Regions from separate parts of the Sus scrofa genome. Here all the other regions are linked to region 1. Evidence: chromatin contacts called from public Hi-C and promoter capture Hi-C data. All regions are on one chromosome and are shown on one strand. Each heading gives the region's core, a stretch centred on a gene start, on an enhancer-like site or on the middle of the called end of the contact. The rest is flanking DNA. Distances are from core to core; before and after follow the strand shown.

Evidence for each region. Promoter capture Hi-C pulls out the DNA fragments that hold promoters and counts their contacts. Hi-C and Micro-C count contacts between places; a contact is called where the count stands out from the background.
Region 2: a contact with region 1 is called in a Hi-C map of blood, with 2.1 times the contacts expected there. The contact joins two enhancer-like sites. A contact is called at or near these places in 4 of 5 promoter capture datasets (fetal liver, fetal skeletal muscle, liver and 1 more), 14 of 47 Hi-C or Micro-C datasets (alveolar macrophages, blood, embryonic fibroblasts and 6 more) and 1 of 2 datasets of contacts at active chromatin or transcription factors (skeletal muscle).
Region 3: a promoter capture Hi-C map of fetal liver shows a contact between it and region 1, with 3 times the contacts expected there. The contact joins the promoter of RIPOR2 here to the enhancer-like site in region 1. A contact is called at or near these places in 4 of 5 promoter capture datasets (fetal liver, fetal skeletal muscle, liver and 1 more), 7 of 47 Hi-C or Micro-C datasets (adipocytes, blood, embryonic fibroblasts and 3 more) and 1 of 2 datasets of contacts at active chromatin or transcription factors (skeletal muscle).

Annotation. Positions count from the first base shown.
Region 1 is chr7:19,655,736-19,658,796 of Sscrofa11.1, forward strand. RIPOR2 (protein FAM65B) reads right to left here. Exons shown (of 22, transcript XR_002345593.1): 8 at 516-579. Among named protein-coding and RNA genes, the nearest start is that of C7H6orf229, 54 kb to the left of the region's middle. Within about 2 kb of position 1,661, at least 4 of the 83 cell types and tissues checked have an H3K27ac peak or open chromatin away from gene starts, as enhancers often do.
Region 2 is chr7:19,824,062-19,827,341 of Sscrofa11.1, forward strand. All of the region lies in intron 1 of RIPOR2 (protein FAM65B), which reads right to left. Among named protein-coding and RNA genes, the nearest start is that of RIPOR2, 17 kb to the right of the region's middle. Within about 2 kb of position 1,975, at least 12 of the 83 cell types and tissues checked have an H3K27ac peak or open chromatin away from gene starts, as enhancers often do.
Region 3 is chr7:19,840,789-19,843,685 of Sscrofa11.1, forward strand. RIPOR2 (protein FAM65B) reads right to left here and starts at 1,557. Exons shown (of 22, transcript XR_002345593.1): 1 at 1-1,557. All of the region lies in intron 1 of LOC100515492 (a long non-coding RNA gene), which reads left to right.

The DNA of each region.
Region 1 (3,061 bases), core at 411-2,910:
AAGTCAATGGTGGGAAAAAAACCAAGAGGGGTCTGTTTTAGATGCAAGGGAACTTAAAGAGTTACCTGATGCTTTAGATGCAAGCACACTTAAAAGAGTTGCTTAAAAGAATTATGGTGCAGGGACCTTGTTTGCATCCTGACTTGAACAAACCAAGTGTACAACTCATTTTCCAGATGACTGGGCCGTGTGCTCACGGAACGGATTCGTAACAAAGGCACATCCATTTTGTTAGAGGCGGGTGTTATTTTATCAAAGAAAAAAGAAGAAAGTAGATGAAGTAAAAATAGCAAAAGCTTGCTAATTATTAAATCGAGGTGATGGGTTCATGGGAACTCCTTGCAGTATTCTCCCCACGTCTGTGTATGTTTGAGATCCTGTCCCAGTAAATATTTAAGTGTGTAGGCAAGTCTCAGGACGAGAAGGTTCTGGAGCATCACTAAATGGACCCAAGTGGGGAGGGTGAGGAGTTCTGTGGAGATGCGCCTCACTCTCGAAAGCAGGGGGAAGAATACCTTTCATCTTGATGGAGAACTCTCCCAGCTGTTTCTCCAGCTCCGCTTCGATGGCACACATGTTCTAGAAAGAGAGCACAGGAGACTGGCCTTAGGGTTATGCTTCTTTCAAAGCCCATGGTGTTGTCATAGCAGCGGACAGCCACTGCTGGAACAGGAAGCGTTTACCTGTTTGCAATAAGTGGTGCTACAGCCCCACCTATGTAGCATCAAAATGCTTAACCTAAGCCTAAGCAAGACTTCTTGTGCACAGGAAATTTAGAGCATAGAGGACCAAGGTAAATTACACCATAAACAGTCAGATAAATCTGGAATGTGGGAGATCCTAAAAGAACTGGCCTGGATTCTACAAAAAGTCAGTGGTAATGCTCAGGGGGAAAATTCTAGATAAAAGAGATTAAAGTGACATAACAACCAAATGCAATGTATTAACTCTGATTCCGTCCTGATTTGAAAGCAAATAAACTAAAACTGTTGTAAAAGACATCACTGGGCCAAATAAGGGCAGTTTAAAAGGGCACAGGCTCTCAGATAATTCTAGAGGATGACTGGTAATTTTCTTAGTTGAGATAAAGGTATGTGGTTGTGCAGGGGACACACATGTTGCATAGGTTATCATTATGGGGTCTGTGCTAAAATATTTATGGGGTGAAATGTCACGATAGCTACCATTTACTGTATCAAATGACTCAGCAAAAAAATTAAAAAATGAGTGTATACAAGAGAAGGAAAGGAAATACGGCAAAATACGACCCACTGGTAAGTCTAAATAAAGGTATATAATGTTTAGGAGTTCCTTTGTGGTGCTGTGGGTTAAGGATCTGGCATTGTCACTGTAGTGGTTTGGGTCACTGCTGTGGGGTGGGCTCGATCCCTGGCCTGGGAACTTCCACGTGCCACATGGTGAGTGCAACCAAAAAAAAAAAAAAGGGTATATGATGGTTCAATATACTAGTCTCGACTTTTCTATAGGTTAGAGATTTTTTTTTAATAAAATTTGGGGCAAAAAGAGCTCAAGAGCTCAATTCTACTCAAAGTGAGTGAGGCTGCCATGCCGTGACGTCCCCAAATGATTCTCAGGTTTGACAAGCATCCTCTCCTCACTCTAATGTTGAGGGGACTTTAAAGGCACAGGAGTGACACCGTCTACGCCTGTGGTTAGATGTCTAACTGCCCTCGCCCCACTTCCTCAGTGACTGAGGATCTAAACAGAGCAATCCGAGTTAGAAATCAAGAGGAAGGGGAGTTCCCATCGTGGTTCAGTGGTTACAAACCCGACTGGTATCCATGAAGATGTGGGTTTAATCCCTGGCCTTGCTCAGTGGGTTAAGGATCTGGTGTTGCCTTGAGCTGTGCTGTAAGTTGAAGACGCAGCTTGGATCCAGCGTTGCTGTGGCTGTGGTGTAGGCCAGCAACTACAGCTCTGATTTGACCCCTAGCCTGGGAATTTCCATTTGCTGCAGGTGCAGCCCTAAAAAAAAAAAAAAAAAAAAAAAAAAAAAAAAAAAGGAAAGAAATCAAGAGGAAAAGCACTATGGCCGGGGGACTGCCCCCCTCGGGCCCCTTCTGCAGCTTGGCCAGTTTAAGCTTTGATGCAACCTCTTCTGTTCTAAGCAGAATTCCCCTCCCTTTCCCCCAGGGGCAGCATCTGCAGGTTCCTCTCTCCATTACGGGTAGGGGTGGGCAGAGGGTTGGGGCCCCCTCCAACAGAGGCCTGGCCAGCTCAGTCAGCAAGGCAGGGGCTGCTTCTGTTTGGATTTTGTGGTAGGACTTCAGGATTGATTTGCAAGCTAGAGGTTCTGATTCTGAAATGTCAGTACCTCAAAGAGCTTAGCAAAGCTGGGGAAAACTTCCTAAAGTCGAGTTCTGTGCAGCTGGAAAGTTTTGAAAACAAAGGCTTCGTTTTATAAACAAATTTTCTTCCTCAGAGGATTGGGTGTCTCTGGGAAGGAGTGCATTACTGTTTCTAGAAATATCAACGATGTTATCAAGCATGTCAAGACTACTGCAGTGTCTTTGAAAAATTTGGGGGGCAACTAGTTTAGCGGTTGAGGACATCCATGGTCAGAATTTTCTTCTGTCTCACCCAGGCAGCTGTCGATGGATTCTGCTACACTTGCAAAGGCACCTAGAACCATCTGGCCCTAAACCCTCTTTGTGACAAAATTGTGGCTTTCGAGCTCATGTGAAGATATAAAACCACCTAAATGTCAAGTGAGGTCCTGGACTTCCTTCTTCTCCAGGGCAGCCCTTCCTCTTGCTACAATTATACTCTACCTCTTCGAATTTGTGAGCAAATACAACGCCATGACTTGGCATTTGACTGTGGGTAGGTGGCTATTTCTGAAATGACCTGCAAATGTTCTAGGAGAGGCATAGGCTGCTGGTCAGTCCTCTGCTTGTGTACTCTGCACAGACTCTGTCATTGTCTTTTGATTTCAGAGACATGCGGAAATGAGGTCTCATGAACTAGGGCTGCTTCTACACCAGAGATTTTTTTTTTCCTTTCTGTGGCCGCCCCTGGAAGTTCTCAGGCTAGGGGTTGA
Region 2 (3,280 bases), core at 725-3,224, 170 kb after region 1:
CAAGCTTCATCACTAAGTGATGTTTTGTTTATCCTTTAACTCAAGGTAATTTGAAGACAAATTCTAAGTGTATTCATGAATGAAAGAAACTGAAGAAATTGCATGGGATTAAAAGTTACAGGGACTTGGGGAGTTCCCGTGGTGGCTCAGTGGTTAGCGAATCCGACTAGGAACCATGACGTTGCGGGTTTGATCCCTGGCCTTGCTCAGTAGGTTAAGGATCCGGCATTGCTGTGAGCTGTGGTGTAGGTTGCTGTGGCTCTGGCATAGGCCGGTGGCTACAGCTCTGATTCCACCCCTAGCCTGGGAACCTCCATATGCCGTGGGAGTGGACCAAGAAATGGCAAAAAGACCAAAAAAAAAAAAGTTACAAGGACTTAGTTTTTCTGAGTCACAGGTGAGGCATTTGGGAAAGGATTGTGTGACAGTTTTATAAATGAATGCTACTTACAGGTAAAACTCAAAGTAAACAAAAGCATAAAATGCTGCCAAAAAAGGTTTTTTATTTCCTTGTACTATATGATTAATCAGGGCTATTGCATGTGGAAGAGAGAGAAGTCGCTCCCATTGGTTGTATTTGGCTAAAAATGCAGTTTTATTAGATATTTATGTAGGTATGCATTTTACCACAGGTAGAAAGGAGAGCTGAGTTTTATTACTTGAGGGCTCACTATTTCAGATTTATGACAATTCACATAAAGATAGGCAAACTTCACCTTTGCTTAGCAGATGAAAAATAAAGGACTGAAGGGTAGATGGAAGAGATTAATCTTTTAAAGCACTTTGGAAGGTCAGGATGTAAACAATGGCAACACTAATTATAAATCCTTCTGGTTTCTCCTGAAAAACAAGAAGCCTCAGAATTTCTAAAGGCATGACTTTTGCTACTCTGTTTTGAATTGCTGTGCATTTTTCCTCTCTTTTTTTCTGTCCATTTTTAAAAGATTAGTGTATACTTCTAAGGAAATCATTTGTATGAATTTAGGAGATACGTTCCTCTGCGATTTCTTTGAATTGGTGACCCTTTGCCGTATCATGGAGACTAGCCGTCTTAAATGCACGACCCTGATAATTTTAAAGAGAACAAGCAGAGGATAATCCTGAGGTGTGGAGCAGCATTTCACTTTGAAAGGAAACCGGCTGGAGATAAGAAGCTGAAGGCCTGGAGGAAATGAATCACGCTCCTGTTCTCCAGTGGGGGCAAAGGCAAGAAGAGGCAGGTGTGCCCCTCTGTCCCATGGCTGCTGAGATGTGGGTCAGAGGCTAGCACCCGGGGACTCCACGAGTCCTGACATAGCAAGGCCAAAAGGAACCATTCAGGCAAATGGCACTTTTTGGATCTGTAAGTCTCCTATAGGCAAGTGTTCAGTTTTTCAAATATTAAGACAATAATAAGAAAAAAAGAGTAAGCCCAGAATATGTATAAATTATATATCAGGAAAATATACAATTATATAAAGTATATTAAATAATAATATAAAATATATTGTAATTGTAATAATATAAAAATATAAAAAATATATACAAATATGTTTTTGCTTTTTAGGGCCACACCTGCGGCATATGGAAGTTCCCAAGCTCGTCTTGAATCAGAGCTATAGCTGCCGGCCTATACCACAGCCACAGCAACGCCAGGTCCAAGCTGCATCTGCGACCTACACCGAAGCTTACAGCAGTGCCAGATCCTTAACCCACTGAGCAAGACCAGTGATCGAACCCACATCCTCATGGATACTAGCTGGGTTGGTTACTACTGAGCCACAACAGAAACTCCTAAATTATATTTTTAAAATAGAAACAAAGTGAATTTTAAAGGCACACTCCAATCTGCTAGACTAAGAACAGAGATATCTGTATGGTTCTGAAGGCTGATAAAATATTTGCATATGTGTGTTGTCTTACTTCATGTTGATGACAATTGTGAGGGGGAGAGTCCATTGGCCTTGGTCTGCCCATGAGCCTAGAAAAGCAGAAGCACATGATGCAGCAGAGTTGAGCACTGGCCCTGGTCTGTGTGGGTTTTGAAGAGGAGAGGGCAACGGTGAAGTACAATCTCATCCCCAAGGTCGGAAAAGGAAAGTCTATGACCTCTGGGGGAGGCTCAGTGGCCATGCTCCAAATACAGATGTTCTGTGTGTGGTTTCTGTTTCTCCTTGCTTGGTGCAGAAGGGAAAGCTTTCATTGTCCCCACTCTGCCAGTAAACAGGTCACCAAGCTCGTGGTGGCCTCGTTACAAGTGGCAGACACTAGGAGTGGAGCCCTTTCTCAGTATGGAGAGAGGCATCTTCCTGTGGGTGTGGGAGTGACCTTGAAATGAGTTTGTGCTGAGGAGGAAAAGGGCCCCGGGATGTGGGTCCCCACATCCTGGTGCGATCTAAGGTCTTGCCTTGCTCTGCTCTAAGCTTCAACTTGGCTCACTGGCAGTACCCTGTGCGGAGACACACCAGTCAGAAGCCACCACCAGGATGGGAACCCACTTACCAAATGGGAAGAGGCAAGTTCCCCTGGTCAAGGGACCACCAGACAGGGCTGGGACCCTTGAGGCAGTGCTGCCCTGAGATGTGGAGAGGAGGCTGAGAGCTCTGCTTTCACTTGCTTTTAGGGAAGATGCAGGGGGTGCTGTCTCATCAAGACCAGCTCCAAGTCTGAGCACAAGAGTGCTGGGTATCCAGGTTTCTTTCTGAATGGTCCTCACCACCCCTTCCGGCACAGGAAAGAATCCGGGGATTGAGGATAGATACTCCATAAAGATTTTAACATTTGGTTAGCATTTTCCTTCTGTGTATTTCACAAACACCTGTACATTCAGCACAGCCCTGGGAGAAACTATCCCAGCAGACCCCAAATATCTCTCTGACTGCTGTCAGCCACTGGCAGACCGGGAACCCACCTTTAGAAGACTCCTGGAGCTGTGTGCATTTCAGCTGGGCCCACATTTTGAGATTTTGGGGAGGCAATGATATGATGGATTTTCTGAACAGACAGTAAAAGAAAGCTAGAAAAACTGCTAGACTGGGAGTCCACTGATTTGAGGCTGAGCCCTGGTGATAACAGTTCTAGAGGTGTTGTACAGAAATGACTTTGAATCTTGGCTCTGTTCTGCCACTTAGTAGCTACGTAGCCTTCAGTAGGTCCTTTAACTTCTCTGAGGCTCAAAGTCTTCACCTGCTAAATGGATATATTGACCAACCTCATTGGATTGGGTTGAGGACTAAGGAAAAGAATGACTCATATAGTGCCTGGCACAAGTTCCATCCCCAGTATACCTTCCTTCTTATTC
Region 3 (2,897 bases), core at 307-2,806, 180 kb after region 1:
CTTCTGCTGCATGAGTCACTGCTTCTCAGATGTAAGTAATTTACAACAGCAGATGAGAGGGAACAGTGGGCCAGAGGGGGCGGAAAGCAGAGTTAGGTCTAAAATGAGAGGCAGCTGAAAAGTTCGCTGTTGCCTCTTCTCTTGTGAATTTAAATACGAATCTCGCCAGTTTCCGCCTCACCATCGTGGAGAGACTTGGGGGGGGGGACCGGAAACAGAAGATTTGCCACCATGTTTTATTCTTTCCGGTCAGATGAGCAGAGCTGCAGACCCCTGGCTCATGCCATATGGTTCCCTTTCCTGACTCTTCAAGTTCTATTTTTCTTTAATCAAGTACACACTCATAAATGCCTGGAATAAATGGTCTGTGGAGTCTTATTCTCCCAGGAACATTTTCATTTGTGTTCAGTGTAGAATACCAATTTTCACTCTTCTCTGGGCTCAGGTTGCTATTAAATTTTCATAAGTTGCAGAATTTCATGGCGAAACACGGAGATTCTGCTAGGAGCAATGTGTTAAAAAGAATATGGAGAAAAGTGTAATTATGTGATCCTTGCTGCATTTTCCCTTCAACTCATTTTCAATAAATGGAAGCTAAATGTTATATTCTGGAGAAACAGCACCAGCATGTCTGGTTCTACTTTGAAACTATCCTGGGGAGAAACAGACCTTCAATTACTCAGTAGAGAATGGAAATTGCTAAGCCAAGGCACATTGTGCTCCTTTTAAAGAAAGCCACTAAGGAAAACTTGGCATTATTTTAGAATAAAAGCTTATAAAACACCAGGAGGAAATGACAGCATAGCATCTGATTTATTTCTCTTCTGTCACCAACACACTCAAAAAGGATACAGGGTTCAGTTTATTCTTTGGAAACTGGAATAAAATTGAAAGCCAGTCCCTAGTTGTGGCTATTGGACTGTGTATCTACGGCGCTGATTATTTACCAAGAAATAGGCTTTGTGTTGCATGCTATGTAGCTATGGAATTTTATTTAATTTCCCCCATATTTCTACTAATAAATAGTTATTAGTAATCCCATTTTACAGATAAAGGAGTGAAGACTAAAGAGTAATAACTCTAAATAGCAATTATCTAATAGATACAGTACTTACAGATATTAATTCGGATCACTGTCATGATAATACTGTACCCATTTTGCATATATGGTGAAACTAAGGCACAGAGAAGTTCAATAATTTGCTGGGCTCACAGAGCAGCCACTGGCTAATAGGAGATTTGAATTTAGAGAGCCTGGCTCTATGTTTCATCACAACCTATATTAACTCTTAAAACTAAGTAACTAAAAAATACTGGGAGTTCCCGTCGTGGCGCAGTGGTTAACGAATCCGACTAGGAACCATGAGGTTGCGGGTTCGGTCCCTGCCCTTGCTCAGTGGGTTAATGATCCGGCGTTGCCGTGAGCTGTGGTGTAGGTTGCAGACACAGCTCGGATCCTGCGTTGCTATGGCTCTGGTGTAGGCCGGTGACTACAGCTCCGATTCGACCCCTAGCCTGGGAACTTCCATATGCTGCGGAGCGGCCCAAAGAAATAGCAAAAAGACCAAAAAAAAAAAAAAAAATACTGCAGTGTAACTATGAACTACACTCTACATATTCAGTGCTTCTTAAGTTTGGCAATACCTTTCCATTTCTGCAAAAAGTCCCATGGAGCCTTGGCAAAGGCACTTTCTGAATAATAAAGAAGTGACAAGTATTAGAGAATTATCTTAGATAACATCACACCTAGAAGTCTCACTTCAGAGAAAGTGAAACCGAAGCTCAGAGAGGTTAGGGTACACATCCGAGTTTGCACAGAAGGTTAGTAGATCTGAGCCAAGTCTTAATCCACTCCATCCCCAAACCTCAATACAGTATTCTTTCCACTGCTGCTGAGATCAGATTTCACAGGAGTTTTTAGATCTAGAACACTTTTGGAGGATGGTTTTTTTGGTGGAATAAAGACAGAGAATCTTGAGTTGGATGATGAAGAGAGGCGATGAGCTGAGGAGAGGGCACTGCCTACGTTTTATCTGCCCTCTTCCTGTCAGACAAGGCCCATCACTACCTCTCCCTCCTCCTCTTCCTCTCAAACTGCTTTTCTGCGACATTTCCCATCTCCACCTACTGCTCCCCAGACAGGAGGTGGTTCTCCTTGTGCCCTAGGCCTCCTGCCCACATTCAAGTCAACAGCTGACTAGACGGATACCATGTCCTAGTTATCCCCCAGATCTTTCCTCTAGTTAACCCCATAGTCACCACCCTGGCCCAGATGACCATCAGCTGTCATGGAGCGCCTTGAAAACCTCCTCACTGGTGTCCTCACATGCCACTTTTGCCACCCCCTTCCCAATCCACTTGCTCTTTACAGCTAGCGTAATCTTCTGAAAACACAGGTATGAACATCTACCACCACCACACAAATCCCCTCTATCGTGTACTTATTCTTAGGATAAAATCCACATCCCTTAACCTTATATCCAAGCTACTACTCCCACAACAGTGGAGAAGAGGAGACTGGTAATGGAAATGCTAAACCAATGGAATTGATGATTGACTTATTGGAAGAGAGAAAGAGCCATCACACTGATGACAGCCAGGGTCCAGTTTGAAGCACTCACCACCTGGGCACAAAGGAGAGAAAATGCCCATGCATTGAGTTTAAGATTCAAAAGGTAGAGACCCAGACGATGCCCAGAGAAACAGATACAGGAATAATTATGAGAGTCACTGGGTGTGAGTTGCTTAATTTAGGGACTTGTGTCTGTCCCAGGAGCCCTCTGAATTTACAATCTTTGTGAGGCCTTAGGGAAGAGTCTTGTTTTCTTCTGTGATTAAGGGCCCGGCTATTTTAAGTTTGAAAATAATTTGTTATGCAAATTGCGACTGACCAACAT